Linked DNA regions of Mus musculus: all the other regions are linked to region 2. Evidence: chromatin contacts called from public HiChIP or PLAC-seq and Micro-C data. All regions are on one chromosome and are shown on one strand. The core of a region is the stretch at or near the end of the contact, and the rest is flanking DNA. Distances in the headings are between cores, read along the strand shown. Region 1 has its middle 27 kb from the start of Gm36597. Region 2 has its middle 9.8 kb from the start of Gm46770. Region 3 has its middle 100 kb from the start of Gm36597. Region 4 has its middle 100 kb from the start of Gm39957.

Region 1 (2,700 bases), core at 22-2,521, 370 kb after region 2:
TTAACTTTTATGTGATATTAAAAGCTAAGGACTGGCTGGAGACAGACAGGTCAATCATATAGAAGGAAGGAGACAATGGCATTCTGCCTATACTAGACAAAGAAACCACTGGTAGAAACCAGTGAAGGTGACAGAGGAGAGGATGGGAGGGGTGGTCAGTAGCCAATGGCCAGTAGGCTTGGGGCAAAATTAAGTAGAGCATCTTATTGCAAAATCTGGAAAACAAAACAACTCTAGAAATATTTATCTGGAAAAGTAACTCAACAGAAAACTTCCGTAGTTACTAGTGGCCACCTTTCACTAGGGGTGGGGGTAGTTAACATGGATCACAGTGGTGTCACCTACCAGGAGTAGCTGCTTGACCATTTAACATTGTGGCACCATCTCCTTCAATCCTTTCATACCCTGCAATTTCCACCTTTCCCAGGCTACTCTGTTTTCCACTGTACAGTGAGGATCATGTGGTTCTCTTCCAGCATTTTCTTATTTTCCATCTTTGTTCCACTCTCGTATCTCTTGTATCTCCAAAGAAATGAGCCTTAGCATAGTTATCACTCGGCAAACTTTTGATCAAACTTCAGAACCCATGGTGCAAGAGTGGGGCTCAATTCAAGAAATCTTAAATCTCGGTGTGTGTGTGTGTGTGTGTGTGTGTGTGTGTGTGTGTGTGTGTGTATGCGTGTGTGTGCTTCTTGGGAGAAAATTTCCCAAGTGGACTAATTCTCATTCCTGCTTCAATGTACATGTTTGTTCTTGGGAAAACATCCTCCTAAGCAGCTCAAACCCAACAAATATAATATGTCCCAGGAGAAGGTGCTTGGATATAACTATGGTTTGGACATGTGGTATCGTTCCCAACCTCTGGCATTGTGTTCTTCCTGCGTGTGTGTCTCAATTCTCTATAGCTTTCCACATTTCCTCAAAAACCCACTTAGGCTAAATGACAAATGCTAGTTAAGAACAGAACTGTTTTTGTTTTGAGGTTGTGCTGTAAGAGATGCTCCTGACCATCACTTGCTAGACGGTAAAGTTCATCGTGAGTCTCCTGTAACAACAACCTTGTTTCCCCATAGTTCATCAACTTTGGAAGAAATACACATTTTTAATTGCACATAATTCACTGCTTGCTTTATTTTCTTTGCCCTTTAACTGGTGACACAGCCATGTGATGTCATTGCAGAAAAATGCTACCCTCCCCCAAGACACTGAACTACTCAACCATGTTTTAGCAATTGGAAACAATCTTGTCAATATGATTCAACTACAAAAAATTAACAACACAAACATTCCCAGGGGTGGCCTCTGCCTTTGCCCATGGCTTGGCCTTTAGGGAGGAATGTGAGAGCTTTTCATGCCCTGGGAAGTCAGAGGCAATTATGCTACGTCCAGTCCAAGAAAGGAAAGAGACAAACACATTTCTTCCCATCTGCTTGGTCTCTCCTAAAGGCTCCTTTAGGAAAAGGAGGGCTGAGTTGGGCTGCCGCTTTCACTTCGTTTCTACAACAGATTGCCACATGACGGTGTGTAGAAAGAGAGAGATGGGTGGCCAGTGGCCAAGCGTCAACCCGTGCAGTCTGAAAAACTACAGGCCTGCTTCCTCCACTGCCTTTTGATGGACTGGGAAGTCTCTTTACTATCTTCTGCTCCCTCTTCACCTCCCGAACATATTTCCTTTCCACTACCTCCAGGTTGCCTCTGATCCTGCCCACATCAGTCTTTCTGCTCACTCATTGTCCTCTTGGTGCAATTTTGTAGCTTCTCTCTAACATCTTGCTATGTCTCCAAGTGGCATGCCAGCCTTTGTCTCTCTTCACATATGTTATAAAAGAGTGTCAGTGAACCATGCTTACCTTCTTAAATTACTTATTGACTGAAGGGACTCTAGCCAGTTTGAGCATGGCACATATGGTCCTGGGAGACCTCATCCCTCCCCCATTCTCTATTCCTTGCTACAATTGCTAGATTACATGGCCACCAAGCTCTATTCCCTAATTTGGTCACATCCTTCTCCTAAGGCTAACTACCAAGGTCCAGCTATAGAAGCATTGAAGACCAGAAATCAGAAGCCCCATTTTGGTACCGTAAGTAACATGCCCAATTAAAATTAAATATCTCATTCTAACACAGGTTTCCTCCTTTACCTTATGAACTGCCATTTTCCTACGAAGCATATCTCTCTCCTCTCTATCTATCATGAGGCAGTCCTTTGTTCCCCACTCTGGGGACAAATAACCCTTCCCCTCTTTCTGTTCCCTTCCCCCTCTCTCTGCCCACCTACTCTCTCCTGTCTTTGCCTCATTCCCCGTTCTTTGTTCCTCTGGGGGAAATAAATTTCCTTTGTTCTGAGAACTTGGTCTTGGGGTGTCTTGAGCTGATACAGGTCCCTTACATTTACTGATTTATTTATATTGGTTACTTTCCAAAAATGCTGTTGCAAAGCATGTTGGGCTTTCTTAACTAGCTCTTTGTTTCTTCTTAAGAGAAGAAACACCTAATATCCATACAGACTGCTGGCCACCCCAGGGTGACACCATCTTCCTTGGCCATGTTGTCCCCCACCAGAGGTTAAACATAGGATACTACCTGTGTTGGAAAGTTTTATGCGAACTTGACACAAACTAATGACGTCTGAGGAGTGGGCGCCTCAATTAAGGATAGGACCCCGTAAGATCAAGTCTGTAAGGCATTTTCTTAATCACT
Region 2 (2,700 bases), core at 58-2,557:
TTTAATAAATGAGATGTTAGCATGAAATATCTTTGCTCCTTGGACACAGGAGTTACTGATAGAGCTCCTCCCCAAAGCCTCTTTCAGGATCTACTCCATACTTCCTTTGTAGGGCTGCTGGTGGCTCAAAGCCTTCCAGAGATTGATCTGAGTCTATAAGACCTGTAGGCCCAGGGACCCCTTAGAAGTGGGACAGCCCACTATAAGGTCACAACACGTAGAACAGGCTTTCCATCCTCATAGAGTCAGATGCAGCTGACTCTGGGGAGCGTATTGTTGACCGTGTCTTTTGTAGTTCCTGTTTGTAAAGCTCCTCTTGGGTTTGACTTCCTGGCAGAGAAGCAGGAAAGTCCATGGAGGTCAGTTTCACAGAAGCTCAGGTGAAAGAGTTAATTTCCCTAGGTGACCCACTTTCTGTCTCAAAATGGAGCCTCCTGGGTGGACGTGTCACTTTGTTAATGCATTCTAGTCACATTTGTTACCTGTGACATTTCCACTAATAGTTATATGGAAGCAGCTTTCACTGTTTCTCAGGATTCATATTTTCATATACCAAACAAAAACAGTTATGGGTGGTTTTCCCTTAATGACTTAGAGTTTCATTTATTCATTTGGTGATGGTTAACCCAGTGCCTTGTGCATATGCTATACCACCAAACTACACTACCTGCCATATTGATTTAGAAATACAAGTTGGTACTTTAATTATCTGTTTCTTGACTTTCAAAGTATTAGCAGATTTTATAAAATGTTGTGGAACTTACAGGAGAAGGTTAGGGTGTTAGGTAATCTCTCTTAGATTTATTTATGTATTTATTATCTCTATAGCTGTGTCCATAATTATGTGTGTCCAGCACATTTTAGCAATGCTCTCGGCAGCCAGCAGAGGGTGTCAGATCCTCTGGAACAGTGGTCTTCACCTTCCTAATGCTATAGCCTTTAATACATTTCCTTATGTTGTGGTGAATCCCCAGCCATAAAACTATTTTGCTGCTACTTCATAACTGTAATTTTGCTATTGTTATGGCTTGTGATATAAATATATGATATGCAGGATATCTGATATATGACTCTTGTAAAAAGGTCCTTTGACACCCCCCCCCCCCCACACACACACACATACACAAAGCGGTCATGACCCACAGTTTGCTTTAAAATTAGATTTACAGATGGTTGGGAGCTGACATGTGGTTGCTGGAAATCAAAGTTGGGTTCTCTGAAAGAGCAATCAGTTCTTTTAACCACTGAGCTATTTCTCTAGCCCAGTTTCTTAGGTTCTTATATGTGGCATGACGTCAATTGGAAAATATTTTTGCTTAGGTTGTTTGTATCTGTATTCATAGGCAGTGATTTGTTATTGTTTCTTCTCTCATTAACCATGTACAGTTGTTTTATAAAAACTTTTTGGGGTTTTTCTGTTATCTGAAGTATGCTGGCCAGTCTAGTGGCCAACTGCCATATGTGGGTGGCTATTAAGCTTGTCAAGTGCTATTAGTGAGTACTAAGGCATTGGAACACACTGGATTTTGAAGACTTTGTACAAAACATAAGAATATTAAAATATCTCAGCAATTTGTATCTAAGAATGGTAATATTTGGAGTATATAAAACCAGATAAGATTTATTATAATGTTAGAATCTAAATATATGCATGTATTGTCAACAGGAAGCAACTCTACTCTTCATAGTATGTCTTAATATTACTGCACTGGAAGTAGAAAAGGACCAGAGGGGAGAAGGAGTAAAGGCTAATGTGGAGAGGGCTGTTTCTTCGGGGAACTGGCCCACGCCTGCATACATGTTTGTATTTCAGGCCTGGTTATTAGGAAGATGAACATGGTGAGAGTTGTCTCCATACAAGTGGAAAGCCCCTCCAGGGCCTTCTCCTCAGGCTTCCAACCAGTGCTTGGAGGAGACCCAGACCACCAACTGTAAGAAAACAGGAGGAATCAGTACAGTGCCCAGCACAGGGCAGCTTACTCTCCAGGACAGGCTCGACATGGCACGCACACCAACTGGGTCTGTAGGACTCTTGCAGTGTGAAAGGAGAGCATGTGACTTCATGACCTTGCTAAGCCAATTAGTCATCTTACTCTGAGGAGAAGGATAAGCACGAGGGTGGAGAAAGCAAACAGAAGATTGTTCCAGCTGCTCCTAGAACAAACAGATCATTTTATTCGATATTTATGGGGAGCGATTAATTTCATCCCAGACAATCAAATAGCAAAGGATTTTCTATTTATCCTGACAGCAGGAATTCCAGGCTGATACCATCCTTTCATTACAAATGTCATCACTTTAGTTATCATGGAATTCCTAGGCAGATAAATAAATAAACAAAAAAAGAATGAAATGAGAATCTGGTTCCTGGGGTGGTCACAACTTTGATGTGTTTTGCACTTTTCTCTATGTGTAATGTCCAAGGTGATGGTCATTATCTACTATAAGCTTGGTCCTCTTTATAGCAATAACACTCATTATTTTCCCACTTCCAAGTCACTAGGACAAGAAGTTGGTATTTGGCTCTCACAGGTCATATGGTGGAAGCCTCGAGTTCCGGGGCTTGAGATCAGGGCTTATCTCAAAGTGTAGGCGTACAATTTACCAATCTATTGCGCTGATCTTTGATAATTGTGTGGTGGAGATCGTTTGCAGACCCTCAAAGAAACATAGAAGACTCCTTGTCCAAAATCCCAGTAC
Region 3 (2,700 bases), core at 37-2,536, 300 kb after region 2:
CTTCCTTCAAGTATAATGGTAAATTGAGAGACATCTTTTAGACTTGTCCATAAGGAAAGAGTAGCAGAATCTATTTGTCCTAAAATAAAAATTTTGACATCTATTTTGTAAGTCCCAGAATTTTATCTAAAGACAGAAACAAACTAACAAAGCAGCTGCCATTTTCTAGTGTTGACCTTTCAGCGGAGATTGCTCACTGAGGCTGAGAGGATCCCACTCTTTTGCCTTACCTTGCCTTCTCCCTGCTAGAAAGAATAATTTTCACATCCTTCTCCTTTGAGTCACCTTAGAAACCAGTGCTCTGTGAATCTGGGCACTGTGAAGACTCCCAGGAATACAGCTACACGTGCACAGAGTGCCCCCTTCTTGTCCTTTCTGCTCAGGCTTCCTGGATCTCTCAACTCTCATTTCTTGTGGGTCTTGCCAGAAGCTCATCTGGTCCTGGGAAGATGCAGCCTTTTCTAGTATTTTACTAATGGTAAGGGCTCTGTTAAACTGATTTTATTTTGGTGGACAAACCAGAAATAATCTGTTTCCAGCATGCATTGTGAAATCCACTTCCCACAGCTCCATGAAAATTGTGCCCAATTATACCTCTTCAGACATCAGACTTGAAATGGTTCATTGGTTCCTTATTACTTCCTGGCTTTGGTTTCTAACTGACCTTGAGGGATTGCTGTGGGAATAGGAAAGGCCTATGTGAGCAGCAGAAGCCATGTTCTCTCACTGATTTGATTTCCCTCTAATGTATTCTGCCCACAGTAGTTGATACCATAACTTTAAGTCTTTGATATTCCCTTCACTTGACCTAATGAGATTCTTGACACTTTTCTGGAGCAAGGACTTGGGAGGAGGTGTAGCACTCTCTAGCAGGGAAATGAAGTTACCCATGACTTCTCTTGAGGCACATAAAATCTAACTTTCCGTTTGTTACAAAATTAACTCACACACTTCACCAGCACTGTATCTCATTCCTCTATGTTACAGCATCCCCTACCCACGTAGACGAAGAAGCTTTCCAACTAGATTGTACCTTGTTTTGTTTATTGAGGGATTCCTTACAACATGCATAATAGCGTCTTCAATCCTATCGGTAATCAGAAGGCTATGGAATGAAGTTGGTTACTTAATTTTGACTACCAAAGAATATTTGGCACTTAAAACAATACAAAATGACATCATTTCCTGCCACAGGGACATCCAGTCTCTTGCTGTGCATAATGAGCCCAAGGTGTATATTGACACACGCCAGATGACACAGAGGCTAAAGCAAAGTCCTTGCTCAGAACTTTGCAGTCCTGAATCTGTCTATCTTTAGCACTGACCCTTTGTGCCCAAGCCACAGTGACTCTGTAAGTGCCTCTTATGTTTGCATAGCTTGTTAACTAGTCACAGACTCATTAAAACCCCTCCCCCACCAAAAATTGGAAGTGGGACCTAAGAACTTTGTGTTTTATTTCATGGTTTGATGCTGTTGTTGTTTTAACCCATAGAGTAGGCTGGTCAGGCTCATAAAAGCAAGAGGTTCAATCAGTTCTAGATACTACAGAATTTAAATGTAGAAGATGTCATCTCTCTTCCTCCATGTCTGTGGCTATAACCCATGCCCCTTCCTTCATTCATTTCATTTACTTCCTGAAATACTCAACTGTTTCCCACCACAGGGCCTTTGCACATACTGCTCCCTCTACTTGGACTGCTACTCCTAGTCTTGGTATAGCTAAGCCCTCTCAGTTTTAGGCCTCATCCTACATAGACCTTCCCACTGAGAGAGACCTTCCTCCATCATCTACTGAAAGGAACCTGGCCCTCTCTGTTCATGCCATTCTCACATTCTGGTTGGCTCACTCTGTCTGCTCAGCATCTTGCTTCCACTCTCAAGTGTCTGGCAGTGGTTGCAGTATTTCTTGAAAGAATTAGGGAAGAACACTGAAATGAGTGGATGGGCAAGAGGATGAGCAAAGGGCAGAGGGGAAAGAGATAGAGGAGGAAAAAAGAGGGAAGAAAGAAAGGGAGGAAGGAAGGAAGGGGCAAGAATTTTTGCATAGAATTCACATGCTATTCATGTAAACAGCTAGAGATGATTAAAGTGCATAGGAAGAAGCTGGCCCTGCTATTCATCAGCCATGAGATGCTGTGGGTGTGTATGGAGGGAAGAGAGGAGTGTGATGCTCTCCAAGACCTTGCTCTTCACCATCTGTAGTAGTCCAGAGAGCTGGGCACAAGGTCATGGGAGTAGGAGAATTGGTCCTGTTCATCACCAACTGTGGCACTAGAGAGAGTGGGCCCTGCACCTTACCTGGGTAATAGGTGAACCAGCCACAAGGGTGTGAGAGTGGGAGAAATGGCCAGGCCTTCTCCAGCTATAGAACTTGGGAGAATGGGCCCATTACCTGGACTGGGTAGCACAACAAGCTGGCTCTGGTGGTGTAGGTGTTAGTGAGCTGGCCCAGAGGACAGGGGAACAGGAGAGCTGATCCAACTCCCTCTCACTGGTGGTATTGAGAGGGCTAGCCAGGCAGTACTGTAAAGCTCACCCTAGTGGTTCAGATAAGGGGAAGCTGGTAGACTGAGCAACCAGCTCAGCCACCACCCAGCCCCAGATCCAGGGGTTTGAGTTGGCCCACCACAAAATCTACGCCATCTTTGAACTGTTGGAGGAGGTGAAAGGGCCAGTTCTTCAGATCCAAAGCTGCAGAA
Region 4 (2,700 bases), core at 24-2,523, 280 kb after region 2:
CTAAGCAAGCCATGAAGAGCAAGCCACTACGCAACATTTCTTTCATGGTTCCTGCCTCTGTTCCTGCCCTGACTTCCATCAATGGCAGACTGTGATTGGAATAAACTCCTCCTTCAGTTGTTTTTAGTCATAGTGTTTATTATGGTTACAGGAAAGCTAACGGGAACAGTGATAAGATGCAGTTGTATGGTCATTGTACATTTGTGTTAGCGTTTGTTGTTCTTCACCCTAGTTTATCAGTTTCTGACGTAGCTTCGTAGTCTGATACACAGTGCACTCTGACATTCCTTTTGTCTATTATTCTCCTGGCTCATAATCACCATTCTTTGTTCTTGGTCCTCCTGTGCACCCCTCACTAGGCAAGCCTTTCTTCTAACAGGCATGGTATCTGACACACAGTGTTACTACATCTGAACACTGGTGTGGTACTGATGGAACATTATATTTTAATTTTCACGTGTTCCGAGCTTGACTTTTGAGACTGTTTATCTGTCCCTAATATTCTCCTTTCCTTCATTTGCTCCTGGTTACCTTTTGTTTGTTTTTTTCTTTCTTCTGTTCTTTTGTCTTTTTTCGTTTCATGTTACTGTTCTTTGATCTACATACATTGTATGTGTATATGCACATGTGTATGCCTGTGTATCCTTGTATATGGATGTACACACATCAGTAGCTTTCTAGTAATTTAAAGGATTTCTTCTGCATTTCTGGTTTGTTTGGTAGTCCTTATTATTCATACATACTTTACAGTATACTCTTCCTTCACTTAAGAAATGCAACCTAAAAAAAAAAAAAAAAAAAAAAAGAAAGAAATGCACTTAGTCTCTACAGACTTCAGCATCCTGATGCTCCAGGCTAAGCTGGTTTCACTTTCCCTCGTAGCTCCTTCACTGCAGTGATATAACTGTCATTAAAGTGGAAAGTATACGGAGAGATTTCTTTCTTGTTTTCTTTGGCTGGATAGGGAATTCCTAGTCCATTATAATTGTAGGCTCCGCCAGCCCTCAAACTACCTTCAGACTGGCCCCAGCCTTGTCCTCCTGCAAAGGTCTAACACCACAGCTTTCCTGCAGGGAGAAGCTCAACAAAACAAGGAGCCATTTCTATTTGACAAGTAAATTGCACTTATTCATCTTGTAATTTTCTTTATCAGTTTAATCTATGTGTTGGCTCACATAAGAAGCAAACAGCTTTTATTTCCAAATGATAGATGAACAGCGGTGCAAATGGGAGGTTCTCATGGAGACATCAAGTTGGTCCTTAGAGAAAGGAGTGATTCATGATCAAGCTAGCTGGGAAATGTCATTGTGTCTAGCTAGGTTCATTTTACTAGTCTCATCTAAGAGATCATGGTTACTCTTTTGAGGATTTTTTAGAGATAAAAAACTGGGCTGACAGTGGCCTAAGACTAATATAGATGTCTAGACTTAGAGATCATTCTTTCTTCTGGAAGTTAATATTTAATTCAGTTTATTCTCTAACAATCAAAATCACCATTTCTCCAAATCTCTCACTCCTCCATCTGTACAACTGGCTGGACAAGATTATGTTTGCCCTTTCCTCTGTGCCTCCTCCTCCTAGTCCTCCTAGTTTGAAATGCAAAGCCTAACTGGGAAGGATGGATAAATTCAGAAGCTCTGGCTTAACCGTTAGATTCTGGTAGGGCTGCACATGGCAAATAATAATAGGGAGAAATTCCTTATCTAACTGGACCCCACTGCAATTAACTCCACAGACAGCCATGAATTTGTAAAGTTTCTTGTGCTTTGGAATGAGAAGAGAGGAAACAAAAACAAAAACCAAAACCTCTTCTCCCACAATGCCCTCACAGAGTACCATTCTCTTTCATTTCTCAACTTGATCTTCATGACTGTACCTTCAAAAGTTGTAAGAAAAAACAAGAATGTAGACAACTTGTGAGGTACTAGGATTAAAGAATGGCATAGAAGGGTTTTGATGGAGGAACTCTATTTTCCAAGTTTGTCTCGGTATATTATCAGCAGCCTCTCCATGATGTCTGGGGTGACCAACAGTTGGGAAGGTAGTGGCAGCTTGGAATGTCCCTTAGAGAAGAAAGAGGAGTGGTGAGAATACTTCTTGCCTTCATTCTACTACATTTGGCCCCAGGTGTTCTTGATTTTGAGCATGTTTATTTCAGAGAACAGCCATAGAAACAGCTAGTGTTGCCTTGACAACATCTGATAAAATAACTACACACCTGTTATTTACACTATTGTTGTTGATGATAGAAAAAACTGTGTCTTTCCTTCAAAGTGACTCTGTAAAATAGATGTCTCTTCTGTTTCCGCTTTCCAGTGACTGAGATCTTTATGTTGACACATATAGCTGCATGCACATAGTTTTCCTGCTAAAGATGTTGCTGGAGCCTTGCACACCACCTATGAGAAATCATTACTATAAACAAAAGCACCTTGATGTGCACTTGTTCTGACTGTGGGAACATATTTATATTGTCTATATGGTAATGTGGAGAAGCAGAATAACAATGTATCTCCTATCTATAGCCCATGTCCAGTAATGGATGGTGTTGATGGATACTCCAATTTCCTTGCTTCTTATATAGATGACCACATCCCAGTCTTTTATAGGTGCTGAGCAGGGTGAATCTCCAGTTGCTACCATCATTAACTTCTAGGTAAAGAACCCTGTTGATTTATTTATACATTTAAGATTCAACTG

The links. HiChIP or PLAC-seq counts read pairs in DNA pulled down with a chosen protein or histone mark. Hi-C and Micro-C count contacts between places; a contact is called where the count stands out from the background.
Region 1: a Micro-C map of the HL-1 cell line shows a contact between it and region 2, with 2.3 times the contacts expected there. The contact joins two enhancer-like sites. A contact is called at or near these places in 1 of 15 datasets of contacts at CTCF or cohesin (the NIH/3T3 cell line), 9 of 484 Hi-C or Micro-C datasets (the HL-1 cell line, adipose-derived mesenchymal stem cells, embryonic fibroblasts and 3 more) and 5 of 115 datasets of contacts at active chromatin or transcription factors (the NIH/3T3 cell line, embryonic fibroblasts, fibro-adipogenic progenitors and 2 more).
Region 3: a Micro-C map of the HL-1 cell line shows a contact between it and region 2, with 2.3 times the contacts expected there. The contact joins two enhancer-like sites. A contact is called at or near these places in 7 of 484 Hi-C or Micro-C datasets (the AML12 cell line, the HL-1 cell line, adipose-derived mesenchymal stem cells and 3 more) and 1 of 115 datasets of contacts at active chromatin or transcription factors (acute myeloid leukemia).
Region 4: a CTCF HiChIP or PLAC-seq map of the NIH/3T3 cell line shows a contact between it and region 2, with 6 read pairs. The contact joins two enhancer-like sites. A contact is called at or near these places in 1 of 15 datasets of contacts at CTCF or cohesin (the NIH/3T3 cell line), 4 of 484 Hi-C or Micro-C datasets (adipose-derived mesenchymal stem cells, cortical neurons, embryonic stem cells and 1 more) and 3 of 115 datasets of contacts at active chromatin or transcription factors (extraembryonic endoderm stem cells, fibro-adipogenic progenitors and trophoblast stem cells).

What each region holds. Positions count from the first base shown.
Region 1 is chr2:148,196,407-148,199,106 of GRCm38.p6, reverse strand. No RefSeq gene overlaps it. Among named protein-coding and RNA genes, the nearest start is that of Gm36597, 27 kb to the right of the region's middle. Within about 2 kb of position 1,271, at least 51 of the 459 cell types and tissues checked have an H3K27ac peak or open chromatin away from gene starts, as enhancers often do. A contact at or near this core is called in the HL-1 cell line, the NIH/3T3 cell line and pancreatic cancer cells, where this site is marked.
Region 2 is chr2:148,570,543-148,573,242 of GRCm38.p6, reverse strand. No RefSeq gene overlaps it. Among named protein-coding and RNA genes, the nearest start is that of Gm46770, 9.8 kb to the right of the region's middle. Within about 2 kb of position 1,307, at least 24 of the 459 cell types and tissues checked have an H3K27ac peak or open chromatin away from gene starts, as enhancers often do. A contact at or near this core is called in the HL-1 cell line, the NIH/3T3 cell line and pancreatic cancer cells, where this site is marked.
Region 3 is chr2:148,272,742-148,275,441 of GRCm38.p6, reverse strand. No RefSeq gene overlaps it. Among named protein-coding and RNA genes, the nearest start is that of Gm36597, 100 kb to the right of the region's middle. Within about 2 kb of position 1,286, at least 6 of the 459 cell types and tissues checked have an H3K27ac peak or open chromatin away from gene starts, as enhancers often do. A contact at or near this core is called in the HL-1 cell line, where this site is marked.
Region 4 is chr2:148,288,779-148,291,478 of GRCm38.p6, reverse strand. No RefSeq gene overlaps it. Among named protein-coding and RNA genes, the nearest start is that of Gm39957, 100 kb to the left of the region's middle. Within about 2 kb of position 1,273, at least 18 of the 459 cell types and tissues checked have an H3K27ac peak or open chromatin away from gene starts, as enhancers often do. A contact at or near this core is called in the NIH/3T3 cell line, where this site is marked.